Linked DNA regions of Sus scrofa: region 2 is linked to region 1. A link is a contact called in public Hi-C data. All regions are on one chromosome and are shown on one strand. Each heading gives the region's core, a stretch centred on a gene start, on an enhancer-like site or on the middle of the called end of the contact. The rest is flanking DNA. Distances are from core to core; before and after follow the strand shown. Region 1 overlaps DLGAP1 (disks large-associated protein 1). Region 2 holds the start of TGIF1 (TGFB induced factor homeobox 1).

What was found. Hi-C and Micro-C count contacts between places; a contact is called where the count stands out from the background.
Region 2: a contact with region 1 is called in a Hi-C map of embryonic fibroblasts, with 2.8 times the contacts expected there. The contact joins the promoter of TGIF1 here to the enhancer-like site in region 1. A contact is called at or near these places in 2 of 5 promoter capture datasets (liver and skeletal muscle), 25 of 47 Hi-C or Micro-C datasets (adipocytes, alveolar macrophages, blood and 14 more) and 2 of 2 datasets of contacts at active chromatin or transcription factors (alveolar macrophages and skeletal muscle).

The regions. Positions count from the first base shown.
Region 1 is chr6:103,131,430-103,135,780 of Sscrofa11.1, forward strand. All of the region lies in intron 7 of DLGAP1 (disks large-associated protein 1), which reads left to right. Among named protein-coding and RNA genes, the nearest start is that of TGIF1, 100 kb to the right of the region's middle. Within about 2 kb of position 2,017, at least 69 of the 83 cell types and tissues checked have an H3K27ac peak or open chromatin away from gene starts, as enhancers often do. A contact at or near this core is called in alveolar macrophages, embryonic fibroblasts, epiblast stem cells and 7 more, where this site is marked.
Region 2 is chr6:103,232,067-103,236,417 of Sscrofa11.1, forward strand. TGIF1 (TGFB induced factor homeobox 1) reads right to left here and starts at 2,390. Exons shown (of 4, transcript NM_001244289.1): 1 at 2,194-2,390; 2 at 1,758-1,942. The coding sequence starts at 1,773.

The sequences.
Region 1 (4,351 bases), core at 767-3,266:
TCTGGGGGCAGGGGCGGGGATTCACCTAATAGAGAACATAGGCAAGTACTGCTGAGAAGTGATGGAAATGAGAGCTGGTGGATGAGACACCTAAAAGAAAAAATGTCCTCCCTGCTCCTGGCACCAGCCTTACCCCAGACCCTCCTAGGCATGTAGTCTCCCCACAAGACCGGTCTGCCCTCCCAGGAAACCTTATTTAATTCTGTAACCCTGACCGCCGGCCCTGAATCTTCCCTTCCTGTCAACAGTCCATTCAACCCAGGAAGACCTGCTGACCTGGCTGGGACAGATTTTGAAAAATATGCACAGTTACCAACATGAGGAAAAAAAAAAACAAAAAACCAAAACACCCTAAGTCCTAGAGGAAGTGGTATATCTGATGTAGTGGTAGAAATCACTTCAACAAGTTGTGGAACAAATGGAAATTTAAGCCCAAGAGATGAAACTGCCAGGGCAGCCGCTGGTGTGTGTGGATGACTCAACAGCACCTGTTGGGGAGGCTGGGAAAATGAACCGTGAAATCCTGATGGCTTTCCCTCCTGGAAGCAACGGCCATGCCTTGCAAATTAGTGAGTGAGCCTGGTGTTCTCAACATCCTGACACGAAACTTTGTGCCTCGTTCTCTGAAGGCTGTGACTCACCTCAGCTACTGGTCAAATGATTCTTACTCAGAGCCCTTGGTTTGTAATCTGGAACGTTAAAGGATCGAGTCAAGGACTAGCCAGATGTCTGCTGCCTTTCAAGATGTTCCTTTGAAATGACTGATTTCAGGCAAGAACTGGTTTTACATATGGTAACCCTCCATTTCTCAGAGTGGTTAACTTCTTGCCAAGCTTCATTAAAGGTTCCCATGAGAGGCTTCAGATCTCAGTGCCTGGACCTGGGCCTTCTAAAATGACTTTCCTCCAAACAACACTTAACTTCCTTTAATTTAGTTAATTAATGGAACTTTCTGAAGAGAACAGCGGCTTTGATCTGAACCTCTTTCTTAGTTTTCTTAACATTTCCGGAAAGGGACAAAGGGGGCTGCCCTTGCAACTGACTAGAGCTACCAGGGCCTCACAACTGTAATCCTTCCTCCAAATCAGGGACCGGATTGCTCCGAAGGAGGGAGGAGCCCAGGAGAGGAAGAAGCCTTGGTTAAAAAGACTGCCCTGGGCATTTTCGTGGGTGTTTGCCCCACACAGAGATAAAAGAGCTAAGGTGGGGCTGCAAAGCAGGCTCTCTGGGAGGCTGGGCCAGCAGTTTGGGAATCCTAAATCATCTTTGCAAATAAACTAACAGGAAACCAGTGAAGGGAATTAGAAATGTTTCTACCTGAGAGAAAGGCTTCTGCAAACAATCGACAAATTCAGATAAAAATGGAAAATGCCAGTCCCACCCAGCAGAACCCTCGTTTTCTTGGCTATTCATCCTCACTGCCATCCACTTAACCAAAGAGCGGCAGCAGCTTTTGCTTTTCAACTTGCCAAGGTAACAAAAACTGTTGCCCTAGCAGCTGCTGGGGGGGGGGGGGAAGGTCAGCACCCTCAACCCAGAGCTCTTACCCTTAATTTTAAGGTGGTAAATTAAAAAGCAAGACATTCTGGGTCTTGACTTACTCTTTGCGTTTTTTTCTGGAAGACAAAAGCAGCCAAGCCATCCCCCTTCCTTGTGACTTACCTGGGAGCCGAGCCTCGGATTTCCAGGTACATCGGTGATGTTCCGAGATTGGTCACCAGGGGGCGCTCGAGAGCGGGCTGCCTGCAGCAATACTTTGTTTTCTCAGACTGAGCTGGGAGGGAGGGGGGGTGGTGAGGGAGATGCCGCTGGCTTTAAAAAAAAAATCCTTTTGTTCTCTGAAATCCTGCTGCCTGCCGTTTTAGAAGGCAAAGGTTGCCACGTTACCTGTTGCCAGGTTCCTGCGAGTGCTTGGGGAAAATGTGGGCGACAAAGGTAACGCACAAAGTCCTCGGGCTCGGTGGCTTTCAAGCCCTTTGGCCGGGCTGGGCGCTGACATTTGGAGCGCAGCTGCGGCGATCGGCCCAGCATTGTTGGGTTGTAGTTCTAACAGAGGAGTGGCTGCGTCTGACATCATTTCCAGGCATGGAGTGCCTGGGGCTTTTTTTTCTTTCCTTCTTTCTTTTCTTTTTTTAATGACTAACTTTCTAACCCCCCCCCCCCACACACACACACACACGCACACCCCGGTTTGGGACAGTACACGCACTGTGCACGACAAGCCTCACCTCAGGAAGCCCAAGTTTTGTAGCAACTTGTTAAAATAACTCGGGTGCCTCAGGAAAAAAAAAAATCTGTGACTCTGAAACAAACCTTGCCATTCTTCCTCTGAGAACAATGTTGTGTTTGATTTGCAGCAGAAAGCGCTGCTCTCCCCGGCTACTATCGACTGAATAGATCTCGGAGCCAGACAAGCTGAGGCTTGGGCGTTTGTCTGGCATTAGGAAGTGTCTGGAATACTAGTAACTACCCACTGGCAAGTCCTATGACTACAAAAGTTATTACAGCAGCCCTCCCTCTCTGTCCACATCCCGCTCCGCCCCCTACACCCTCACACAGGCCCTGCTTTTTTCTACTTGACCGAGGAAAGGTTAGCTGTTCCTGCGGTTTCCGTGGAGGATGGCTCTGGTGGAAATCGTTCTCACAGCCTCTTCCCTTGAGCCAAAACTAACCAGGGGGAAGGCCAGCAGCGGCCCGGGTCCCCTCAGAAGCCCCGGCCCCGCCCCCGCGGCCCTGGGATGGCCACCCTCTCCCCGTGGGGCCAGCAGGGCGCGGACCACTGACCAGCACACTTTGGGTGGCCTGTACATGTTGAGCTGTAAATATTTTGAAAGAAGGCGGTTATTTTTCCCCGTGTGGTGTTTTTTGCGGCGTTTCTCCCTTTGGCAGCAGTTTTCAAGCTGCATGGGCACACCCCTTGCTGACCCATCCACATGCATGCATCCTCCTCACCTTTGCCCAGGTCCTGCAGCTGGGAGCCGTCTCCTGGAATTTGTCACAGAAAGCATTAAGCTTTACTGGCCAAGGCATTTAAGGTTTAATAGCAGATGAGTCCAGGTGATTTGAGTGAAGGAAAAGAGGTGGCATTTGGAGGCCAGAGAACACTAACTCTACCACCTCGTAGCTGCATGACTTAGAGCAATCAGTTACCTGCCCTGAGCCTCTGTCTTACCATCATATATATATATGGGTTTAGTGAGATCTCCCTGGGTCTCGAGACCCTGTCTATTAAATTCGCACGGAGCTCCCGTCGTGGCGCAGTGGTTAATGAATCTGACTAGGAACCATGAGGCTGCGGGTTCAGTCCCTACCCTTGCTCAGTGGGTTAACGATCCGGCGTTGCCGTGAGCTGTGGTGTAGGTTGCAGACCGGCTCGGATCCCGCGTTGCTGTGGCTCTGGCGTAGGCTGGCGGCTACAGCTCCGATTCGACCCAGAGCCTGGGAACCTCCATATGCCGCAGGAGCGGACCAAAGAAATAGCAAAAAAAAAAAAAAAAAAAGCCCCCAAAAATAATAATAATAAAAATAAAATAAAATAAATTTGCAGCGCGTTGAATGTTACAAAGGATGGTGATTAGGTTGATCTCACGGCAGATGAAAGTCAAGACACGCTCCATCTCATCATCTTTGTTTTCACCTGGGCTTGTGCTTTTATCCTGGGAACACACCCTGGCCAAACCATCAACTTTTCTGGTGCTTAGTAGGGGGTCTGGCCTGGGGAGTGTGTCACCATGGGGAGCATGGCTCCCACAGTTTGTTGTAAGTTCAGCCCCTCTGGGTCAGCCTGCCTGGAAGCAGCAGCAGCAGCAGCAAACTTCTCTGTTAGGAGTTTTATCTTCATTGGTGCCAAGATCTGTTCCCAGGATGCCAGAACAGTCCTATCTGCTACCAACAGCCTGTGGGTAACTCTCCTGGCTTCCTGCTTTGGCTGTTTATCATCCCTCTCAATGGGCCCCTACTTCTCTGACTCTTTTCTGGGTTCTATTCATAAAGCCACAGGAGCTCTGGCTTGGGAGGCAACTCTGCTCACCACTATACCACCAACGCACACTGGGAGCTCCAGTCTGAAAGAAGTCTTCTCTACTTCAGACCTCCCACTCCCACCCCCCGCAAGGTGATGGTACAGTTGCAGTAACTTCCTAGCCAAAAGATGAGCTGGTCTGTACTTGCACACTTCCAGGGACCGAGAGGTCACTCCCCAGCAAGTTCCCCTATACACTATCTTTGGACAAGTGACTCATAGACAAGTATTCTTTATGCCTCTCTGAGCTTTTCCTTTTGTGGTTTCCCTGTGGGCTTCATACAGCCCAAGTCTAGGCACCCTCTACACGATAGCCTTCGAAATAATTGT
Region 2 (4,351 bases), core at 1,140-3,639, 100 kb after region 1:
CATTGTTTCCATGAGTCCGCGCGCAGTAGCAGGACCTCGCGCCCCGGGGCAGCGCGCCCTGAACATTCCCCAGGGGCCCCGGGTTCCCGCCACATCCCTCTGCTGGGGGGAGAGCGCCAGAGGAGGCACGGGGGGCGGGTGGAGGGCAAGGGGCCACGGGGAGGGTACCCGAGAGCCTTGGGGGTGGTCGGGGGGGATAACTATTGCCTCCCCCGCCGGAGCCCAAACAATGAGGGAGCCCGCCCCGGCGCAAGCCCAGCTCTGGCCTCGGATCACAGGAGGCGCTCGTCATAAACAAGCCCTCAACTTATCCCGTCAGTTCCGCCACGAGGGAGGGAATGCCTTCCAGTGACGATCTGGACCTGTCAGTCCTCCACGAGTTGCCAGGGCCTCCCGAGGCCACCGGGGCGCTCCCCGCGCGCGTTTTCTCACCGAGCTCAGTTAAACGTCCAAACCCGCGCTCGCTCTCACGGTCCCCAGGGAGGGAACGGAAGGAGTTAGTTCCACTACAACTCCCCAATGCCCCGGGGTGGACCTTTCGTTCCACTCTCTCCCGGGAAGCAGGAGGTGGGGAGTTGGGCGCGTTACAAAGTCACTAGCCCAGAATCAAATTAACAGAAATTCAAGGTGAAAGCGTGGCCGTAGGAACCCTCTAGGGTTCGACGCTGCCCCACTAACATGAGTGTTTCAATTGTATTTGCAGGACGAGTCTGTAAGAATGTGCAGCTAGAAAAACTCCAGCCGCTGCTGGGCATGCGCAGTAGCGCCACCCCACCCCGCCCGCGCTGGCTTCCCCGAGCGATTAACTTCTGTTTTGAACCACTCGACATAAATCACAACAGAAAAGCCAACTCCAGCCCACGGCGGAAGGTTTGGGGGAACCTCCCAATCAGGGACTCAAAAGTTAACTTCAAAAGGGAGTTAACATCCTTTGACCTTTCGTGGTGGTGGGTTCCCTCCCCCCCTTTTTTTTCCTGTGTATTTTGTTTTTAAATCTGACTGACGGCAACTTTTAGTTGTAAGGCTGCCAGAGCGCTCGGTGGAAACAATGACAGGCTCACTCTTTGCATGTCACACTTGGACTCATTCTGACTGCACGCTGCTTGCCCTCAGTGCTAACTCTTCCTCTTGCCCCAAATTCAACGTGGGAAAACTTTTAAGAGTCTGGGAATCCTGAAAGGTCTAGTTTTCCAAAGGTACCGACACCTCGGAGCGATCTTGGGTCCAGAGTTGCATTCCTCCGATTGTGAAAACGCCCCATCCCTGGAGTAGAGCGGGCCCGGCCGGGAGTGAGTGGGGCCCAGGAGCCCAACTTTCAAACAAAGGCGCCTCGGCTCCAACGTCCGGACCACCCCGGGTCCTGTCCTGGAAAAGCCGGGCGGAGGTGCTCCCGACCCGAACCCCACTCCCCTGCCCGCGAGAAAGAGCGAAAAGCCACGCGGCGGTTCTGCGGAGTGTGGGGTATCGGCGGAGACAATGAAACTTGGAGGAGCACAAACAAGGCGGTGCGCGTGTTTTTTGACAACGTGCCAGCAGCGTGGAGAGGCCCGTCTCCCCACAACAGCCCCTCGTGTTGTGTCTAGAAGGAAAGGAGCAACTGCCATTTCAGACGCAGCCTCAACAAAGACGACGGTCGCCGCTGAGGCCGGCGAGCCACTGGGGCGGAAAAGTCCACCAAGTCACTATCGCCCCAAGCCCAGGGCCGCCCCGCGAGCACGTTTCCCCGGGACCCGCGCCCGCAGCCCGTGGAGCCTCACCTTTCTTGCTTTTCATTCTGGAGCTCCCCTTCCAGCGCGAGGCAGCGCTGGGGTCTCGAGGGGCCAGGAGCGGGGGTGGAGGGGCCAAGCGATTGTCCTCCTTCCTGGCCGACTCTCCCGTAACTTGTAGGACGCGCTCCAGCCGTTATTGCTAAACAAGGCGCTCCGATCCCAGGCGCCCGCTCCTTGGGTGGAATTCAAGTGACACTTGGGCTTCCTCCGGCCGGGATCTTCTGGCAGCCGGCCGGGGTCTCTCCCTCGCCCAACTCGCTCCCCTCCCCACTCCGCTCCTTTGTTCCCCGCTCCTGCTCGGCGCACCTCAGCGCTGTCAGAGTGAGCGAGGCGAGGAGGGAAGGTACAGGAGGTCCTGCCTCCGCCCCCAGCCGCCCGCCCCGTCCCCCGCCCGCCCGGCCGCTCCTCCGCCCCTCCCCCGCACCTTCCAGCCGGAGAGGACGGCACCGAGCGCCGCCGCAGCCGCGCCGCCTCACTCCGCGCCCCCAGGCCGCTGTCACTCGTCCCTCGTGGGGGTGGCGGAGCCCAGAAACGTGATCTGGTCTCCCTGCTGCGCGCACGCCGCCTGCCCCGGCAGCGGCGGCGACACCAGCCGAGCGCCGCGAGTTTCTCCTGTGGGCCTTTCTTCCCGGGGCTGGGGAGGGTGCGTTTGGTTTGGTTTGGTTTGGTTACGAAATTGCAACAGATGGGAAAAAGGCCGTCCCCTCCTCCACCCCGGGGAAGAAAAGGCTCCTTTCGTTTTTGACAGCTGCCTCAACTCCACGGTCCCAGCTCTAGCCGCAGGAGAAGACAGCGGCTGCTGATTCAAGGGGCGGAGCTCCGTAGGAAAAGTATTCGGGACAAGAACCAACTTCTTCCAGAATGCGCGGCTGCCATTGACACGCGGGCGCGGCGCGGCGCACCCTTCTCCTCCCGGGGCTCTTCCTCCAACTGCTACGGGGGAGGGGGGGCGAGGGGGGAGGATGAGACACAGACACCCCAGGCTAAAGTCTGTTCCTCCCGGCTAAAGCTGCGAGTTCCGGACTGGATTGTAAGGCAGTTTCGAAATCTAACACGTTGCGGACAGACACTTGTCATGCTCACATGCTCTTTAAAAGTCTCTGCCTGGGGACGGCCCGGACGCTCCGCCTGCCCGGCTGAGACTCGGCCGGACACTCCGGGCCCAGGCAGCTGCCGCCTCTATGTGAAGGGGGCTACCACACCCTGGGCTGCTCATCTGTTTCGGTAAAGAGTCTACTTTTTATGACTTAAATCCTGCTGGGCCCCCACCCCCCATTTCAAACAGAAACTAACCATTAAGTAAACATGTGTTCCCGTTGGCTTATTTTGGTTGAGAGTCGAGAGAACTCCAACAAGAGTTCCTAGATGAAATAACCCTTTAAAAAGACCGGATGCTGTCTGGACGATTTCAAGAAACGCAAGCAAGCCCCCTCCCCTCCCTCTCCTCTGGGTGCAGTTTTCGCGAGTGTCTGTGCCGTTGTTTTGAAGTAAATGAACTGTCACATGCCACACTAAGACCTTCCCCATCACTTAAAAACAACAACAACAACAACAAAAAACCCCAAACATAAATAAACCTAGTAAGACATCAGCGCCCAAGCCTGTCTCCAGTTTCTGCTCTGTGCTGTTTTTGTTTTGTAACCTCGATGGAGAACCCAGCAGTAGCTCCGGGGAAATAAGGTTCAGCCCAAGGAGGAATGAAGCAGCCAAACGATGACTAACTAGACTTTGGAGCCTCTGTTTTAGGATTACACTGAAAATTAGAGCCAGTCACCCACCCACGCACCCTCCCCAAAAAAGACACCCCCGACCGGAGAGTGAATTAAGGCCAGAGTTTACAAAGCCTGGGTGGTTTTTCCAATTACAGGACTTAAAATGAATAAACAAGGAAAAAAGTCACTCTTAAGAAGGCAGCAACCTTACAGTTTTGTTTTTTTCCTGTGGTATGCCGACTGCTCGGCACCTAAGAGAACACATCTAAAATGGCAAAAGGAGAAACAAGGTCCTGGGGGAAACCACCAGCCCGGAGGCTCCCCTGCAACTTGCTGGAGCGCAGTTCCTTCCCGGCCTGGCTAGAGATGAATCAGCCGCTGCGCCGGAGCGCAAGACAGATGTAGGGCGGGAGGGGGCCGCCCGTTAGCGGGCCGCTAGCTTCTCGCATTTGAAGGGTTGGCTGTGGCCGGGATTGGTGGCTCACGTCCGCTGGGGACGGAAGAAGGGGGAGGAGGGATGAAGGAGGAGGAGCCCGGGAGGCCGACGCTGCGACTCAGCGGTCTGAGTGGCAGGAGCCTCGTCTGGAGCCCGGGCGGTTACTGGGGAGACGCTTTGTTTGCTAACTTCGAAAGCCGCTCAGGCTGCCTGGGCCGCTTTCGAAGCCACTCAACAAAACACGCCTTCGGGTCGGCTTCATCCAACCCCCGGTCGCTTTCCCCCGCTCGAGACAAACTCGTTTCCTTCTTCCGCGTGGTTCTCCGACGCCGCGCGGTGGCTCTCATTATGTACACAAAGGTATCTTTCCCTTCGTCTACGTGAACATTGGCGAATGACTGCAGGTCTCAGGCAACCGGGATGGAAATCTAGGG